Regions from separate parts of the Mus musculus genome. Here region 2 is linked to region 1. A link is a contact called in public Hi-C data. All regions are on one chromosome and are shown on one strand. The core of a region is the stretch at or near the end of the contact, and the rest is flanking DNA. Distances in the headings are between cores, read along the strand shown.

What was found. A called contact is a pair of places that touch in the nucleus more often than the background predicts.
Region 2: a Hi-C map of cortical neurons shows a contact between it and region 1, with 3 times the contacts expected there. The contact joins two enhancer-like sites. A contact is called at or near these places in 8 of 484 Hi-C or Micro-C datasets (CD4 T cells, Th1 cells, cerebral cortex and 2 more) and 6 of 115 datasets of contacts at active chromatin or transcription factors (astrocytes, embryonic basal ganglia, embryonic fibroblasts and 3 more).

Annotation. Positions count from the first base shown.
Region 1 is chr16:94,714,577-94,720,780 of GRCm38.p6, reverse strand. No RefSeq gene overlaps it. Among named protein-coding and RNA genes, the nearest start is that of Gm41504, 3.8 kb to the right of the region's middle. Within about 2 kb of position 1,765, at least 12 of the 459 cell types and tissues checked have an H3K27ac peak or open chromatin away from gene starts, as enhancers often do. A contact at or near this core is called in cortical neurons, where this site is marked.
Region 2 is chr16:95,338,579-95,345,134 of GRCm38.p6, reverse strand. No RefSeq gene overlaps it. Among named protein-coding and RNA genes, the nearest start is that of Gm31641, 82 kb to the right of the region's middle. Within about 2 kb of position 3,529, at least 55 of the 459 cell types and tissues checked have an H3K27ac peak or open chromatin away from gene starts, as enhancers often do. A contact at or near this core is called in cortical neurons, where this site is marked.

The sequences.
Region 1 (6,204 bases), core at 516-3,015:
AGTGAGAGGCTGACTCCCAGGAACCAGCACGGGTGAACTCAGACAATACAGCTCCTGGAAGCCCTGCACTGAGTCAGGCCAGACCAGGTCCCAGCACTAAGAGGGGAAGTGAACCGAAAGCCCCGCCCCTGACCAAGAAGTTATTGCAAGTGAGAGGTCCTCAAAGGAGTGACACTGGCCACATCAACAACACTCCAGGGCAGGCCCTGTGCCTAGGAGTACTTGGTCAACACAAAACAGACCTCCATGTTTTGTGGGTTTAGTTTCGTTGTTTGGTGATTTGGGGTTTCTTTTCTTTTTATTGTTTTTACTTTTTTTTTTTGTATATTGTTTTACTTAGGTGGGGTTGTTTTTACAGGAAGAGAAAATGTACGGTTGGTTAGGTAGGGAGGTGGGAAGGATCTGGGAAATGTTGGGGGAGAGGAAAGAATATAATCAAAATATATTGTTATAAAATTTTTAATAATTGTTTTTAATTCCCTAGATCAGTGGTTCTCAACCTTCTCAATGCTACAACCCTGTAATATAGTCCCTTGCGTTGTGGAGACCCCCAATCATAAAGTTATTTTCATTGCTACTTTATAACTGCAGTTTTGCTACTGTTATGAATCGGGATGTAAATATCTGTTTTCTGATGGTCTTGGAGACCCCTATGAAAGGGTCATTCAACCCCAAAGGTGACCCACAGGTTGAGAACTGTGACCTAGATCAAATGTCCCTTTCTAGCAGGTATTTACAGCAAGACTAAAAGTGAGGGAAATATAGATTTCTATTGATAAAGTGACCATCCACCATTGCAGGGGGCTCCCCCACCATTGCAGGGGGGCTCCCCCACCATTGCAGGGGGGCTCCCCCACCATTGCAGGGGGCTCCCCCACCATTGCAGGGGGGCTCCCCCACCATTGCAGGGGGGCTCCCCCACCATTGCAGGGGGCTCCCCCACCATTGCAGGGGGGCTCCCCCACCTTCTCCCAGTCCTTGACGCCTAGACTCTTGGCCTCTCTGTCATCTGCAGGAAATGGAAAATAACTTTCCCAGCCCCATATGTGTCCTTGAGTTTATGGCTTACAGCAGCAGCACCCTCTGTCCCTAACAGGAATGCTCCTTCTCTCTGGTCCCCCAGACTCTGATGTGTCCCTTTAAGCACATACCCAGCGGGCACCTGCATGCCTGACAGAAGAAAGAGCAGATTACATGTCTGTGCCGGGCAGCCCTCTGGAAGATGGTCTGTGCCCAGTACAGCAGAAACTGGAAAGCTAGCTCCTTGGCTCTGTATCCCACAAAACGTTAAGCCAAAAACTTAGGTGGGACTCCCACCTTAGACTTCCAGAGCCCTGCATTTGACAAACACCTTCCTAATTCTTCATAATTGGTTCTCAACCACAGGACAGGACCACAGCCCAGGGCATCAGACCAGGATGACTTTTTTTTTTCCATAACAAAAAGGCAGAGTCATGACATGACATGGAGTTTGTTTGCGACTGTGAATTAATGTGTCAGTGGCAACACAGACCTGTGCAATGTTAAATCCCATTAGACACTCAGCAGAGCCTAATTCCTGTAAAAAGTCAGGATCCACTCACGGAGCCTGCCCTGCAGAATCTGGGGTGTGTGGTTGCCGTAGTAATTGATGCCTTCAAGAACAAACCCATGCTTGGCTAATTACAGCTTTCTATTTTTAAACTCATCTCTGCTCTTCTCCCCCAACCCAACATTTCTCCAGGATACCAGCAGTAAAATACTATTACTGCTAACAGCACAGCCTGTGCTGGCTCAGAATAACTTGTTTGCAGCCTACCCCAGCACACAAAGACTCGGTGGGTGCCTTTAAAGGATCCCCCCCCTCCCAAAGCTTCACAAACGATGCAGAGTTCTGGAACTATGTCCCACTTGTGAGCTCCCAGGGTTAAGGGTAAGGCTTGCCCTGGTTGGCCTGTAGCCTCCCAGAGCCATGAATGACCCAGGCCATCTTGCTGTTTCATGATAGCTCTGGGGGGCCAGGTCATGAGATCTGTGTAAATCAGCTCTCGAGAGCTTGCTTGCTGCAGAGGTAGCCCACAGCCCAGGAAGAAGCTTCCAACATTGGGCTAAAGGCAGTCTCACCAACTCTGCCTGAAGGCTATTCTTCCCTGCACAGGAATGAGTGGGACTAACAGACAACCTCTCCAATGAGAACTGCTCTCTGTGACAGGCAAGTCCAGCATCGTCATTCACAGGCTTCCTGACCTCAGGATTTAAGTAGCAGAATCATCCTCTCTAACAGTTCTGGAGTCTGTCTTTGACATTATCAGCAGGGGTGTGCCCTCAAAGGCACCAGACCCACCTTCCAGACCAGGTCATTGCCAAGTTTTAGTTACAGGATTGGAGCCACACCCCGATGTCTTTCTCCTCTCTACACACTCTTCCCGGCAGGTCTAGTCTAGCCACCAAGCATACTGGATTAGGACCCTCCCTACCCTGTTACTGCCTATGCAAGTAGTCTCACTATGGGCCATTTGTTCTGCCTCACGTTGCATATAGTATACCTTGTGTGTCACCAGTGTGTCTCAGGATCTATTATGCAAGGTGTCTTGAAAGGGCCCAAAGGAGTCGGAGTAGGTGACCATCAAGGCTCCATGCCCATGAGATTGCAATACCATGAAGTTCAAGCAGTCCCACTGAGCCCCTCACACTGAGCACAGGCCAAATGTGGCCCGGGGAACGTTCACAATCTTCCTTTTTTCTTTCTACCTAAGGTATGCAGAGGGAAAGCAGAGAAACTCAGGCTCAAAGCCTTCTTCTAAGATGCCAGGAAGCTTTTGTTTACATGAGAGATGGCACTCAATCTTTGCCATATTGAAACTGAGAAAACTGTTTAAATTTAAAAAGAAAATCAGTGCCCATATACATGACACTCTTATGGGGGAAAAAAAAACCCACATTTTCTAGAATAAGAGCTTCACACTTGGCATTATGTGTCATTCTAGAGTCTTGCTCCCGTGGCCGGTCTGTGCCTCTGTCACAAGTCATGGAGTCCTTGAAAAATGTTCAGGAGGGAAGAAAGTTGAACAGCCTTAGGGCTGTTATGAATAAAGCCTTCTGACACCACAGGTACCTTAAAAGCAGCTTAGGAACCCCAGGAGTCCCTGATATCATGGCCACAGACTCAACCGTATGTCCTTAGACAGGGGTTAGACCAACTTCAGGGCCACAGCAGGAACGGCAATGCTTAGAGGGATCGTGGGCACATACTTGTCACAGGAGGGCAGAGTACACCATGAGAGGACACTAATCAGAGCCTACCCTAGTCAGAGAGAAGCTAATGGCTCAGAAGTTAGGGGAAGTCCTCAAACCTGAGCAGGAAGAAGAAGTCAAAGTTAGGGGCATTGAACCCTCAACCGCCTGACTTCAGTTTACATGGAAAGCCCCCCATGGTGGCAGGTCCCCATAACCCCAGGACTAGGGAACAGGAGGTAGACAACGGGATCACTGACGCTCACTGGCCAGGGAGTCTAGCCAAATTGCTAGGCTCTCGGTTCAGGAAGAGGCTTTGTCCTAAACGGCGGCGAAGTAGAGAGTGACGAGAGGAGATAAGACTGCTCTTGCATAAGACCCGACTCAGTTCCCAGCACCCACATCAGAGGGCTCACAACCGAGGTGGAACCTTCTGGTTTTTTTGGAAAGCCAGTTATGTCAAATGAGGTTTTGCTGGGGCACACAGATGATGGGATGCTTTGCTAAAGTGGACACGTGGAAGGTTTTCCTGAAGCAGACCCAGGTGAAAGGACACTTGATGGTGTAAATATGTCCCCACAGGCAGTGGGAGCTTGGAGCCTTGGTTAGCTTTGGTCCACCTGGATATTCTTCTTGGCTAATGACAGGTATGTATTGGTTTGCCAACATGTATGTATACACGTATGTATCAATTTGCTGACAGGTATGTATCAGTTCGCTTTACACTGCATTGCTGAGCTTCACTCATGGTGATGCCATAGTGAGAAACTCACCAAAGAACTTTGCATGAGGTTCCCGCAGCGTCTTGCCACTTCTGTGGCCTCTGGCCGGTTGGCAAGCCTTATGGTTTCTTCTGGATTGAGCTGCCCTTGCTGGTTCGTGTGTGGTGCCTGCCCAGAGGCCTGGACTGCAGCTACTGATATCCTGACAACGAAGACTGGATTCTCCCACAAGGAACTATTTCTCAGCAGGTCCACTTCCCCCGTGTCCTAATAACTTTTCCTTTCCACTTCCTCTGGTGGGTGGTAGGCTAGAGGGGAGGTTGAACACTTGTTAAAGTAGGTTGGAAAAAATATATGCTTACACACAACTGCCTGTAACTCCAGCTCCAGGATCTCCAGCGCCCTCTCATGGCCCCCAGGAACACTGCACTCACATGCATATACCTACACACAGACACATAATACAAATTTACATCAAAATTTGAAACACTTAAAAAGTGAGTAGAGAGAAACACAGAAACAAGAAAACCCCTTATAATTTTTCAGTTCTGTCCTTTCTATGTCAGTCCCAAAATTCTTGGCAGGAAGAAATGGTCGGCTTTTTAGCAGGTGCTAAGAGGAAGTGGGCATCAACACAGCCTCTAGTCCCAACACAAGACCCTCCTGTGGCAACACGAAGGCTCTTGCTTCCAGCCCTCACTCGGCCTCTGACCCACTGCCTTTTCCCCCCTCTTCCTCCCAGTGACTTCAGGGTACCTGGATCAGCTTCTCAGAGCATGAAAGGAAGAAAGCAGGGAAGCTCTGGCTGGGAAAGACCAGACCAACACTATTACACTCTTCTGGGGGAGAGTGTGTTACGCCTGGGAATTTTATCAAAAAAGCAATGGACATTCTTAGAGTCTACTTTTAACTTTTAATTCTATATAAAATGCTTGTGTTAGGAGTGTTTTAATAAAGGAGGGCTAATCTGAAACTGCCAGTCCTATTTATTATGTGAAGAGGGTTCATTTCTTCACATCTATTTGTGGGGTGTGTGTGTGTGTGTGTGTGTGTGTGTGTGTGTGTGTGTGTGTGTGTCACAGTGCATGTGTGGAAGTCAGAGGACAAGCAGAAGGAGTCCATTTTGTTCTTCCGTGTGTATCCCGGGAACTCAGGTCTTCAGGTTTGTAACAAGCACCTTACCTTACCCATTGCACGATCTAGCCGGTCCTTGGGTAGGTTCATCTTTAAGAAAGGGTTGGTAAGTAAGTCATCTTAAGTTTTCATAAGTCATTTACAAATTATTTTAAAATGTAAAGAATAAGAGGAGCCAGGGCTGTGGCTCAAGACCAGCCCAGGCTAGAAGCCATGTATAAAAAAGAGGGAAGAGGAGCCAAATAAGGGAGGGACCCTGCCAGGGACACTTGTTACCCAAGTTATGCGTAGATGAAGGAGGCTCAAATACTCATAAATAGCTAGAATTTGAGATAAAATGTGTAAAACAGATAATTAGTTCCAGATGCTAGAAAACACTAAAATATGATGGTCACAAATGAAACAAAAATTACAGACTTTCAAGTCCCCAAGACAATCTGTCCCGACTCTTCACCAACAGAGGGCTGGGGGAGGGGACTCGGGGAGGAGGTGAGGGGATGGGTTCTAACAGCACAGCGCCTTGGGAAAGGACAGACTTACACTGTCTCCTCTGTCACTCCTGCCTTACATGGTGTTTTGTCTGCTGCCCCCTGAACTCGGCTGCTTTCCTAGGGAGATTCACGTTCCCTGGGCTGGGAGCAGAGTGAGAATCCGCCCAGTACATACCAAGCCCACTGGTGAACGACCAAAGAAGCACCGGCTGAAAAGCCATGTCTTTAGGGTTGGTTTCTTACATTTTCCCATGTAGACTCATACAGAAAGCTTGTTCTGTGGATGCGGTGGGAGGCGACACAGGAGGACACCAGGGCTAGGAGGAGCAGAGATGTGTCAGTGGTCCCCTGCCCCTCTTGCTCCCAGAGCCCTTGAAAGATGTGAGTTAGAGGCCTTCTCCCGCCTGGAAACGTTAAATTATGCGAATAGCCTGGCAACAAACTCCTAACTGCTTGGCCCATTAATCAGGCCAAGCCATAAATTTCCTGCCTCATTGCCCCGTGGAGAATCCTTCTGGAAGACTGTCAGACTGGAGTAGCTGTGAAGCTCCAGCAGGGGATAGCCATCTCGGGTCAGTGTCCGCTGTGTGTCAGGAAGGCTCAGCGAGTAGACGGACCCAGGAGAGCAGCGCAGGCAGGCCCTA
Region 2 (6,556 bases), core at 2,280-4,779, 620 kb before region 1:
CTTCCTTTATTTTGTTTCTGCCCCCAAGCTTCCTTGCTCTAAACAAAGATCATACAGGGGCTGGGGGCGTGGCTCAGTTGGTAGAGTGTTTCCCTAGTGTGGTCGAAGACTGTTTTCTTTTCCCATAGCTGCATACACCTGGCATGATGGAGCACCGCTGAGGTGCTAGCACTCAGGAAGATCAGAAGCTAAGATCATCTTTAGCTACGTAGAAAACTGGAAGGGCAGCCTGGACTACCGGAGACCCTGTCTCTCAACACAAACATCAACACAAACGAGCACACAAACAAAACCACGACACCAATGATGAAACAAATATTGAAAATTAATCTGTATAACCTCTCCTTCCCTCCCTCCATCACCTCTTCTTTCCCTCTTGTCTCCCCATTCCCTTTCCTCCCTCCTTCCCCTCTTCTCTCCCCTCCCCCTTCCCTCCCTCCCTCCCTCCCTCCTCTCTTCTCTCCCTCTCCCCCTTCCCTCCCTCCCTCCCTCCCCTCTTCTCTCCCCCTCCCCCTTCCCTCCCTCCCTCCCCTCTTCTCTCCCCTCCCCCTTACCTCCCTCCCTCCCCTCTTCTCTCCCCTCCCCCTCCCCTCCCTCCCTCCCCTCTTCTCTCCCCTCCCCCTTACCTCCCTCCCTCCCCTCTTCTCTCCCCTCCCCCTCCCCTCCCTCCCTCCCCTCTTCTCTCCCCTCCCCCTCCCCTCCCTCCCTCCCCTCTTCTCTCCCCTCTCCCTTCCCTCCATCCCTCCCCTCTTCTCTCCCCTCCCCCTTCCCTCCCTCCATCCCCTCTTCTCTGACATTTTGTCACCTGATTTGGCTTGCCCTCTCCTCCACTTTGTGCTCCATCAGTGCCAAAAGGTGGAGGATTCTCCGCTCTGGATTGCAGTGCGTGTAATAGACCTTCCTCACATCTGAACCCGAGCAGAGCCGGAACGTGTCAGCATGTGTCCCTACATGTATGTCTCTGGGCTCCTGCCTGTATGAGTCAATTTCATGCAATACTGTCTAGCTCACACTCTGTGGGGAAGAGAGTGAATATAGTTTTTCTTTAATTAGAAAATGACCCTAAAGAAGAAGAAGCAAGGAGAAGCCCTGGCTGGGCAGATTCACTTATGGTCACCAGGCTGTGCGGAGGGGGGGGGGGGGGGGACGGGGACGGGGACATGGCAGTCATTGGAACTATGCCTCTTGCAGATTGTCAGGCCTCACCTTCCAAGATCCAGTCACTGTCTCCATGTGAGGCAAGGAGAACCATATCACTAGACAGAAAAACTGGGAAGGTCGGGCAGATTAAGAAATCCCAGCAAGTCTCACAATTGATAACAGAAGGCGATTGAATCTGCTCCCAATCCAGTTCCTGTGCCGGAGCACGTGACCACGACACCCCACTAAGAAGACCGTGGCAACTGGTCATGTAGCTTAGAGCCTAGAGTTCTCCATGCTAATGGGGTATCTAGACGGGCCGCCTCAGGGTTTAGCCAATAAGGTTCCCTTTCCCAGACATTCCCTCCTGCAAAAGGTATTTAACCTCTGGTCCACCCTGAGTAAGTTGTATGCATCCATTTTTCCACTATGAATAAACAATTTGAACAAGCAAGGACTGTCTCTCTCATAAGACCTGATGTGGGGAAAGGCCTTCATTACAGAGTCACACGGCGCAGAAGGCCCCTGAGCTCTAGACGTTCACTCTAGGCTAAGTCAGATTCCCCACACCCTCCAACCCTAGGCTCAGCACTGGCCTGAGGGGGCCCATTCCCATCTCATGAAGTCCAGCAGCGTCTGGGTGCCTGGGAGCTTTGAGAACCACAGCCTTGGCTCCAGCCTGTGCGGTTTCTCACCGGGGTTGGGGTCCCCATCTTAGGCTGCCTTCCATCTTCCCTGAGCGAGTATCAAGTGTTCCAGACACCCAGATGGTGATGAAGATGGAACGTAGCCTAGCGCCCCTGCATTTTGTCTTCCGGAGCGGCGTTCACACACCCCAGCGGCGAGGCGGAACATGGACCCACATCTCCACTATATCACTGGGCTTTCCCTATGGGACTTGCTACTCCACTGAATAACAGGGCAGAGGGGCAGTCTCTGAGGGGAAGAGAGCCAGCCCAAGTGGCCCAGTGGTGCTGCCCTCAGGGTTTCCAGTAATAGCAGAGACCAATTCTTTGATGCCCTCAGGAAGAGCATGATGGCAAGACATCTCTGTGGTCACAGACTTGTGGTTCTTCACAAAGCGTGGGTCTGGACTCCCAGCATCCTTCAGTCTGTGTAGGTTCATTCTCTATTGCTCCATCAGACGCCTGCAATTTTAAAGGGCTGATTTCTCTGAGTGAGAGAGTGCGGGTAGAAAGGAGACCTTCGCGTAGTAGAGCACCGTGAAGCTGCGGTGTGACGCTCTCCCACAGAGCCTATTTCCCTGTTTGGATAACGGCAATTTATTATTCCATTGCCTTTAAAGATGGAGTCCATCATTCCGATTAATTTAACTGGGGAAATGTATGCATGTGATCTAATGGAGCAAACAGGCATGGGGAATGATTTTAGTCAGACTGCCCGGAATGGTCTTATTTTAACACAGTACATAATGGCCTCTGCTCACTTAGTAGCCAATTGTTAAACGAGGTGGCCAAGGAAACTGAGTCTGGCCAGGCAGAGAAGAGGCTGGTCCTATCTCTAGTTCTGCTGTAGGCTCCACCCTTGCTCCCAGGTGCCCCCAGCTGAGTCTGAAAATAGGGTCCTGGTTTCTGGGTGTCTGACTATTCCGGGTGGCTTCTGCAGTCAGCCTTGTTATGGACAAGGAAACTGAGGCGACAGGGACTCTCACCTGCCTAAGTCACCACGTCGAAACAGAACATTGACTGGAGGTGGAGTTCTCAGTTCCGGGGCCAGCACCTAACTGCCTTGCCACAGAGCTTTGAACAGTCTGTGAGATGAAAGGGCCCTCTACTGGAAGGGGGAGCATAAAACACTCACAGAGTCCTCACTATAGAGGCTGCGCTTAATCAGACAGTCAGGGAAAGGCTTGCATTGGGAAACAGAAGGAAGACACGCAAAACCCCGGTAAAGAGTGATTACCAGAGGCTGAGATAGAATACATACAGAATTAAAGCACTAGCTCAGTATGCGTAAGACTCTGGCTATATCCCAGGAGGTACAGGAATATAAGAGGAAAAACTGCAGGTAAGGTAGCTCGTGCCTGTTGATCCCAGCATTTGGGCAATGGAAGCAGGGGTATCAGGAGTTCAAGGTCACCCTCTGCTACACAGCAAATTCCAGGTCAGCCTGGCTGGAAAAACTAAGAGTGAGAGGAGATTGGAAAATGACAGAGGAAAAGAAAAGAAAACTGTTAGAGCCTTGAGGTTCCAAGATTGGCGCAAGACACACTATGCCTGCCGGAAACCAGCTTTCTTCCACGGGGACGTCAATACCGCGATGTTCCAGAAGGTGGTGCCAGTGTTTCCTAAACCAGCTCAGCACCTCCGGTAGCACTCTTTACCCTTATCCCATCCTTTGTGGGTAGCTTTGGTTTTAAACAGAAAAAGCCTTCGCCTCAACCCCAGGCTGTGGGGAAAACACGCCCTCTGCTGGCGGACTCAGACCGTGTGTGTGTGTGTGTGTGTGTGTGTGTGTGTGTGTGTGCGCGCGCGCGCGCGTACAGTGCACCCAAGCTGTGCTTTGACAGGAGGATCTGGAGACAGGGAGGTTGAAGGGAACCCAGACCTGGGAGCAAGCCCAACTTCTCTCAGCCAAGGCTCTCTGAATAGATGGTTGTTATTTTAGTCCCTACTGCACAGGCCAGAAATGAAGCTCAGACAGGACGCAGCCTGCTAAGGTGGCAGGCCCATCCAGAGCGAGGCTGGCAAGCCTGGTCTTCCCAGCCTGCTGTCAACAACCCACAAAGCTCCTTGTGTACCCAGTAGTCAGTGCGTTCAGAATGTCACCAGAGGGGGATGACGGAAAAATCCCAGTGCTAATTTGTCTTCGTAGTGTTTGCTTTTGTCCTGAAGGCGGAAGCTGATCCTATTAATTGAGGGTTTCAATTAGTTGCACTCAGGCTAACTCTAGGTTTAGTGCGATCCCTTCCCCTTCCCGATCCCCCAGTGACGAAGTGCCTGTAATCTCCGAGGCTTAATATCCTTTACAGGAACTGTGAATAAGCTTGAGTTTTAGGAAGAGGAAGGCAGTGAAAAAGGAGGCCTCTCATTCCAAGGTCCTTAGTCCCACCCTGCAGTGTCATCCACTGGCTAAAGCTTTAGATGTTAAAGATCAGGCTGAACGTGAAATCTGTCTCTCTGTCTCTGTGTCTCTCTCTCCTCCCTCTCTCTCTCTCTCCTCTCTCTCTTTCTCTCTTTCTCTCTGTTTCTCTTTGTATCTCTCCTCTCTTCTCTCTCTTTCTGTCTCTCGCTTTCTCTGTGTGTCTCTCTGTCTGTCTCTGTCTCTCTGTGTGTCTTTCTCTCTCTTTTCCCTTTCTCGCTGTATCTTGCTGTCTCTGTCGCTCTCTGTGTCTCTCTGTCTCTCTCATCTCTTCTCTCTCCTTTCTCTCTTTCTCTCTCTGTCTCTGGCTCTCTGTCTGTCTCTGCATCTCTCTCATCTCTGTGTGTCTCGCTGTCTCTGCCTTTCTGTATCTCTCTCCTCTTTTCTCTCCCTGTCACATCCTACTTCCCCAGTCTCCCACTCTCTCTTCTCTCTATCCCTTTGTCCATTCCTTCCATCTTAATCTCTTTCCCTCACTGCCTCCTTCTGTCTTCTCTGCATCCTTTTATTTCTTTACCTCTTCCTTCTTCCTAAACTCCTGTGTTCTCCTTTCTCTTCTTTCTCCCATTTCTCTCCTTTCTTCTTCTCCCCTCCTTTCTTCCTTCCTTTGTTTCTCTCTTCCCTCTGTCTGTCTGTCTTTTTTTCTCCAAGGTACTGACTGGTAGGGAAGGTACAGTTACCACAGCTGACACCGAGGAGACCAAAGATTCTTAGAGTTTAATGTGCCCTGAAGGAAGTAGCTTTAAGATCTTATAAAAGACAGACTCGGGTGTGGGCCCAGGGTGAGCCTGAGGTCTTTCTTGTCTGGCAAAAGCTCCTGAATGCTTCTGAGCCAGCAGTCCAGGCGACAAGGCATGTGGCGCTATCAGAGGATGCAGTGTAGTGTGGAGGGGCTAAGGGGCTTCTGACTGTTGTTAATGAAGCCTGGCTCTAGAGGGTAACCAGAGGCTCCATGACAGCTACTTTCAACCAACTTCTCTGAAACCAGCAGCTTTGAGCATGGCTGTTGGGAATGCTTTGAGATCAACAGGCTCTCGTCAAATCAGAGTGGGGATGGGAGGGCCAGAAATGTAGGAGGACAGGGCGAACAGCTGTCACTCTCTTAGGAATCTTCTCACTGGATATTGGGTATGTCAGTTAACTACCCATTACTGTCATAAAATACCTTAAGCTGATAACCTTACAAAGAAAAGAAATTCACTGGGAAGTTGCAAGTCTAAATAGCCTGGTCCCAGCTCAGGTGAGTGTTCTCTCAACTGTATTCCAACATGGAGAACAGGTTCTTTGCAGAGGCATCTGTAAAAGAACGTGGCGAGGTGAGGAAACCAGAGACACACCAAGGAAGGCCAGGCTTGGTCTTCTAAAATACCCTGCTCCTTACAGGAAAACTGCACCAACCCCCTCTCAAGAGCAGAACCCTCTTGAGATTACATCCCTGACATTTGGTCCATGAGAGGATACACTTAAACCCCAGCAATGGAGGAAGGAGGGTGACTGGCTTGTGCTGTCTCAGAGAGGACTTCACCCAGGCCCTAGGTCCTCTTAACCAAGAGAACCAGTTGACACTGCACATGTGACCCTAGGGTTGTTTCTACTGTGCTGGGCAATCTCAGGGGCAGCCCTGGGTGCATCTGGTTTACTGGGTATGAATGCCCCTGCCGCCTCCATGAGTAGCTCCCTCTAAGTCAGGCTTGAGGCTTTTCCTTCAGTCTGGCTCACTTGGCCATAGGTGCTGCTGGGTGGAGCTCTGAGTTTACCCTGCCCCTCCTTTACATTAGCTGGCCCACAGCTCCAGGTATGGGTCAGTACTGAGCCCCGAGATGAGACCTGGGTCCTCCTCGTGGCCACTTGCCTCCCTGTCACTGAGCAGTGTTACTCGGACGGTACCTTCTTTTAGATCATCTATTTATTCATTGATTATTTGCCAGTATATATCACAATTTGAGCATGTTCCTCAGGCCCCCTCCAACCCACCGCACACCCCCCCATCATTCCAGAAAGAACTTAGTGTCAGGACTGGTCTCTGCTCAGCCCTTACTCGGGCCTCTTCTCACAGATGTTGACAGTCACTCTACAGGGACTCTGTGCTTCCTGGTGCCAAGGCCTCACTTGAGAACAGAGTCTGCATCAAAGAGGTGCCTCATGCTGTTCTCATATCCTTCCTGCCTCCACCCTAGGAATCAGGGTGGGCTCTTGGCTCTTCCTAGGAGCCTCTGCCACCCTCACAAGGTATAGGAAGCACTCTCTTGACCCATGTGGGCTTTGAGTGTCTCAGAGACCATCCTGACATCTCTGGTGCTGGGGCCTGAACTTT